2 separate regions of the Mus musculus genome follow, and region 2 is linked to region 1. Evidence: chromatin contacts called from public promoter capture Hi-C data. All regions are on one chromosome and are shown on one strand. The core of a region is the stretch at or near the end of the contact, and the rest is flanking DNA. Distances in the headings are between cores, read along the strand shown. Region 1 holds the start of Endod1 (endonuclease domain containing 1). Region 2 holds the start of 1700019J19Rik (RIKEN cDNA 1700019J19 gene).

The links. Capture Hi-C pulls out chosen DNA fragments and counts their contacts.
Region 2: a contact with region 1 is called in a promoter capture Hi-C map of adipose tissue, with 2.9 times the contacts expected there. The contact joins the promoter of 1700019J19Rik here to the promoter of Endod1 in region 1. A contact is called at or near these places in 4 of 39 promoter capture datasets (the C10 cell line, embryonic stem cells, hippocampal neurons and 1 more), 4 of 115 datasets of contacts at active chromatin or transcription factors (effector CD8 T cells, embryonic stem cells and memory CD8 T cells) and 3 of 9 other capture datasets (adipose tissue, embryonic stem cells and liver).

The regions. Positions count from the first base shown.
Region 1 is chr9:14,379,803-14,383,016 of GRCm38.p6, reverse strand. It overlaps Endod1 (endonuclease domain containing 1), which reads left to right and starts at 1,775. Exons shown (of 2, transcript NM_028013.3): 1 at 1,775-2,346. The coding sequence starts at 2,047.
Region 2 is chr9:14,088,500-14,091,713 of GRCm38.p6, reverse strand. It overlaps 1700019J19Rik (RIKEN cDNA 1700019J19 gene), which reads right to left and starts at 1,637. Exons shown (of 4, transcript NR_166640.1): 1 at 1,253-1,637.

The sequences.
Region 1 (3,214 bases), core at 526-3,025:
ACATCAGCCACTGCCTCTTTCTCAGGCCTGAGTCAGAAGCTCTGGACTATGAGGGCTGCCTGCCTGTGAGCAGAGTCTGTGGAAAGGGAGAGCCTCAGGGTGACCAGGCAGACAGCAGGGACAGACTGGGAAGCATTCTTGAACATTCTTGATGCTTCTAAGACAGCCTTCCCCTGGAATGAGCGATCAGCAAATATCTGAATTAGCTCTAAGCCTTCCCACCCTGTAATTGTTTTTCCTCTGGAATCTTGAGATAAGGAAATTTTTAATTTTTTAAAATAAAATTCAAAATATTTATAATTTTATCCTTGGAAAGTAAACATGTGAGCAATCAAAAGCAAAATCAAAAACAGTGTCTTTTGCTATGAGCACAAGGAAGTCAAGTCGACAGTATTATCAACATTAGATGTTTATATCTGGCAGCAGCCCACAGGAGGCTTGGATAAAACTGAAGCCTACTGTGGGTCTGAGGCAGTGGGGCAGAGATATGTACACAGCTAGAGTCCTGGGTGTTAGAGCTGTCCACATTGACTCTCACTGACCTGACGCTCACCAAGGAAGCCAAGCTGATCTTCAAGCCCCAAGAACTTAGCTGTTTCTGTGCCCCCAACATGAGATCACAAGTCTGTGCCACCTTGCCCTGCTTTTCTTTTTAAACTCAGGTTCTGTGCATCAAACGCAAACAGATCCTCTTGCTTATATCTGGACCCCCGCTGCCAAGTTTGCGTGGCAGTCACTGTGACCATGAAGCCATCTCCCCAACCTGGTTATGGTAGAAAGATCCAAGCTTTCAGTGATGTTTTATTTATTTATTTTGTTTGTTTGTTTGTTTGTTGAAACGGTCTTGATTTGTAGTCCAGGCTGGTCTTAACCTCTGTCCCGGAATTACGAGCCTAAGTCGCCCTTCTCAGTTCCCTAACCTAATGTATACTGTTGCTCCAGACCTCAGTTTTATTTTTAAACTAAATTAATTACTTCAGTTTGAGTCAGGGTCCAAGAAGCCCATTCTGCCTTTGAACTCCTGGTCCCTGTGCACACCACCACAGCTAGTTATTTACTGGGAGTGGGAACCGGGGCTGGGCTTCTTAATCCTAGTCAATCACTCTGCTCACATCCCAGCCAGATTCCTCTGCTCTTTATTCCACCAGCCTGTCTCAAGTCCCTCCCACATTCTTTTCCCCTCTGGGAAAGTCCAGCTTGGGGCTGCCTTCCTCAGGGTGTCAGTTCAGATATCATCTTTTCAGGCCAACTTCCTTCACTGTATCCTAAAACCCTGTAGGAGTCACGCAGTGGATTAACACTGGGTTTTCAGTGATTCCGTAAACAGCATGTTTTGTTTGTTTGTTTGTTTGTTTGCTTGTTTTTTAATTAATACTAGGCTCACCAAACAGAGATCCTGCTCTTGTCGGTTATCACTCTACTAATTCAAGGTGGGGGTGTGCAGAGGCATGTGAGCAGTGGGATGAATACAGGGTGTTGGCTGTCTTGTTCCCTTCTGAGTTTCGGTTTGATATCTAATGCTCATACCAAGTAAACCACGGCCGGGCTGTGCTGTCTGCCTAAGAACTTCCTTTATCAGTATTTATTTATTTATTTATTTATTTATTTATTTATTTATTTATTTATTTATTTATTTATTTAGCAGGGTCTTACGGATCCCCCTGCCTCTACCAAAAACCCGGCTTTAACAGGGTTTCTTAACTGGGGTCTGATGCGGAAGGGTAGGCACCGTCTCCTCTGTGGACATCTCCCCATCCCGGAGGAACCTGGTGCACGCAAGGTCCGACTTCTCAGCGCCAGCCCTGGGGACAGCCCCTTGGGCTAAGCCAGTCCAGCGCGGAGGGGGAGCTCTGGCACACAGCAGCGCCGCGGCAGGTGTCCGGTCTCCAGGGGTGGGTGCAGCCGCAGAAAGCCGCGGCTGAGCACTGCAGCCATCTTCGGGGTGGAGGCGGAGAAGGGGCGCGGCCTTGGCCCAGAGCCGCCCCGCCAGAGAGGCTCACCGCGGACTTCCCTGCTCTAGCGGCGCCCGGCCGCGCAGAGGCCGCCATGGGCTGTGCGCGCTGGCTGGCGCTGGGCGGCCTCCTGGCCCTGGCAGGGCTGTTGCAGGCCCGGCTGCTGCTCCCGCAGCAAGCGGGCTTCGGCGAATGCGACCGTTTCTTCTACAAGGGGACCCCACCCGCCGGGCTGGCGACCGAAGCGCACGTGAGGATCTGTCAACGCTTCGCGGGCTCCGAGCGCTTCGCCACTCTGTACAGTCCTGGCCACCGCATCCCCGTGTTCTCCGCGTTTCGCGCTGCGCGCCCGGCGTCCCGCAGTGCCGAGCAGCGCGGGCTGCTGGAGCCGCAGGTAAGCAGGACTCGGGAGAACCGGGATCTGAAGTTCAGATCTACCCCCCAGCGTCTCCCCATCCCCAAACTGCAGCCTGCCTTGCCTGGGTGGGAGTCTCCACTTAAGCCGCAGGGGCGGGAGGTTCCCCGAGGAGATGGCCCTCCCTCCTCTTGGGCTCAGACGTCTGCAGTGTCTGGTTGGTTTCCTGGGTAGTAGAGAACATGAACTGGGAGACAGCCCTTGGTGGCCAAGACCGGGCAGATCCGCGGGAAGCACAAGCTTCCCAGGCCCGCCCACATCCCCTCAGCAACATTTGGGCGGTGGGCAAGTTCACCCCACTTTACAGGAAGCAGCTCCAGACAAGGAGGGGTGAAGGAGCTTGCAGAAGACCACCCAGCTGGTGAGATGAGTGAGCTGGTCTTGAGGCTAGAAAATCACTGCCCTTTCTGCTAGGGGAAAGCTTCTGACAGTGCAAGGACTTTGGGAAGCTCAGTGGGGGTAGTACCCACGCAGAAAGGACAAACCAGTTTTTCCTGAATCTTCGTATCTGTAGATTATCAGACCATTGCAATCAAGTGACCTTTCACAGTGTTGGGTCTGTCTGGCGGCAGGGATCAAACACCGAGAAAGCCTTCCATGGGCCATACAGAAACTGCTGACTGGCTCTCCTCTGCCAGGTCTCCGCAGTAAGACACCCTGTCCTGCCTCTCTGACTTCTCCCCAGCCTTCCAGCCCTGTGTGTCCCAGAGCCCTTGGTTCCTGCCGGCCACCAATACAAAGCTTCTGGCTTTCAGGTGTCTCCACCTGAAAGTATGGATTGTACCTTGGTCATATTTCCAGCTACCATTGGCCAGGCAGGTTTCAGGCAGTCTGCACCAATATTACC
Region 2 (3,214 bases), core at 388-2,887, 290 kb after region 1:
TGTACAAACAATCCCCTCTGACGTGTTTGTTCTCTGGAGTCCCCTGGCCTGGTAATTCCTGAGTCAATTTCAGTTATCGCCATGGTGGCGGTTATTATGGACTCCTTAGAAATGACAAGTGTTGGATAGAACATTCTGTTTTCTCTCTAAGTAGAACATACTTCTAGAATCTCTGAATCCTCTGGAAATAGAAATGAATCATTTGTTCACACATTTACTCCACATACAAACATTCAATGGGCACATGCTCTGTATACAATCTTGTCAGTTGAAGAGAGATAGAGAGATAATAATAGCTCTTGGGACCTCAGGCTTCTCAGAGAGGCTGGCCTACGACTAGCAGAAGGTAGAATGAAAGTGTGCCTGAACTCTCTCCCTCTCCGTCTCTCCCTTTCACTTCCTCTGTCTCTCCCTCTCTTGCTCTCTTTCTCTCTGACATCAAAGCTGTGGCTTCTGACAGAATCTTTAAGAGGCCATTCAAACTGCTTCCACTGTACTCAGGGTAGATCTGTGGAGAAGTTTGCTGGGCTCTGGGACAAACTCCCCTCGACTTTCTCTGCTCAAGGAAAAACAGGAGGGCTCACAGGAGCTCACTGCCATGAAAAGCAAATGTGTTAAGAGGTTGTTGCCCTGTGGCCTCTAGGAGCCTTCCATCCCCTTTGTCCTCACTGCTTCTCCATGACTGTGCCTTGTCCATTCCTTCTGGAACACATTGTTACGTCCTCTTTTCCAATGGCAGGGGCTGTGCTGAGGTAGAGCTGGTTCCCTTCTACCTTGCTCCTTCCCCACCTGGAACTCAGCTCTCCTCTTTGTAGGGAATTTCGAGCACTGAATAGGCAGCAGCCCCCTCCATCCTCACAGAGAGCACCAACAGACCTGGGGTCTCACCATGGTCATCCAGAACCCATGTAAACCTTCATGAACCTTTTCAGCAGGGCTTCTAGACAGCTGGACTTGACCCAGGAGGGAAACAATCTCTAGGCATCTTTGGTAACAGCCATCACTTTCCACCCCCACAAATTTATTTTTAAATCACTCTGAGATATGCATGATGATAAGCAATGTGTGGGTGGAATGATTGCTGTTAGTCAGGTGCCTCTTCTTTCAGGAAGTGCTCTGTAAATATCTTGGGGCTGAAGTAGACCCTCCCGCTGCTGAGCCCCTCTCACCATCCATCCAAGAGAAGCTTTCTCCTTTAGGGTCTCTTTCTCCTGCATGTATAACCTGGAACTATGCGCCAGTGTGAGTTTACCTTCTCCATCTCTCCACTCCGGAGTAGGCGACTCCAGATAGGACTGTGGAGTCCTCCATGATGACAAGAGACCTGTCCTGGAAGACCTTCTGGGAAACCCAGCGGAAGAGCCGTGGACTTGTTTGTGGATAACTGGTTGGCTCAGAGGATTCCAAATCCCAACCATGAATTTTTCCTTCTGAACCTATCATTAGGTCTGATTTTGTGCCAAACCAGTTCTGAAGCAAGACAGTGTAAGCAAGCCTGTTCATTCACTGTTATTTTTAGGGCAGATCTGTTTCTCATTGACTGGGGCCCACTGGGCCCCTCCCTTGCTTTGTCACACTCAGGACAGTCAGCTTGGCAGCACACCAAAGACCATGCTTGCCCAGAGGTGCCCTCGCCTGCCTCTCCTGACTGGCGGGTACCGGCCTGAGCTAAAGCTGCCTTTGTTTTGTCACAGTGGGTTATTTTTTCTTGGGCTTGGATGGCTCAGCAAAAGTTATTGGACGCTCTGCAGGGTACAAGCGCCGAGCAGCACAGTTTATATTGGAACTGGTGTACACTGTTCTAGTATTCGTGGGCAGGGGGAAGGGTCACACACAAGTCAGTGCTGTCTGATTCTTAAGCTAGGAGCCCTTCCGCAGTAACAGTAGTGCTGATAGGAACAGATGAGCAGGGGGAGCAGATGAGCGGGGGAACCAATAAAGCATAGAACAGACACTTGCTTGTCTTCAGCAGTAGCCACCCTCAGGCATCATGGGGGTGGGGGACGAGAGACAACAAAAAGAAAGTGATATTTAAATCAGGTCAAACACAGCTACCACCTCTTCCTCCCCTCCCTCCTTGCTCCCCCAGCCTGGAATCCTCTGTCTGCTCTCATCTTCTGTGACATCAGCTGTCTCCTTTGCCACAGAGAGTGTGGAATTTGAGCTTTCATGCCTGGCTTAATTTGCTCAACCTAATGAGCTCTGCTTCCGCCCCCGCTGCCACCCATTCTTTTCCTGGCTGCATAGTATTCTGCTGCATGCACGGACCGTGCTTTTCCTATCTATCTATCAGGTAATGAGAACTGAAGCCGTTTCCATCTGTTCGTGGACACTGTGACCGATAACCCAGGAGCACAGGAGTTGATTTAATGTCCTTTATATGTTTGTTCATATTGATATTATGCAATGTTTATATTAATGAAAATACCACTTGATATTCCATTAATGTGTTCAATTTTATATTTTTTTTAGCTAAAGTTAGGAGGTCAATCTAATTTAAACTTAAAAAGAAATAGTAATAAGACAGGAGAGATGTCTCCATGGTCAAGAGCACTGAATACCCTTCTCAAGGACCTGGGTTTGATTCCCATCACCCAAATAGTGGCTCATAACCATCTGTGTATAACTCCAGTTCCTAAGGATCTAACACCCACCCCAAGCATCCATGGATGCACAAACATATGTACAGACAAAACACCCATTCAAATAAAATAATATTGGTATTAATGCGTGCGCGCATACACACACACACACACACACACACACACTGCTTCAGTGCTTCTGTGGGCCTGCTTTCCCCTCAGGGTCTCCTCTTTCATCTGTGTCCTACTTTAAGTGTCTGCAGAGCTGTCTACAACTCCTGACATTCCTTTCTCAGAATTCCCAGGGACTTCCCTCCAAGACTGTGTGTCTTCCTGTCCTCCATCCTCAAGGCTGCTGAATTCCTGGGAATGATCAAATACGCATGTACCAAGAACCTCACACAGACTATGAGGTCAGTGAAGTCAGAGGAGCAACTTCATCCTAGCCCAGCCTCAAGTACTTTCTGGGGTGGGAGGGGGTGGAGGCGGGGGAAGAGGGACTGTGGGGTGGAGTGGGGATGGGGGTCACTTACTATTGTTCTCATCTGGCTCTGAGTCTGTCTTCCTATGTGCCTCCATGTGAAGCCATCTTTTAACTCCCTTCTCCTCTTGACACTATATAGAAAGGGCAT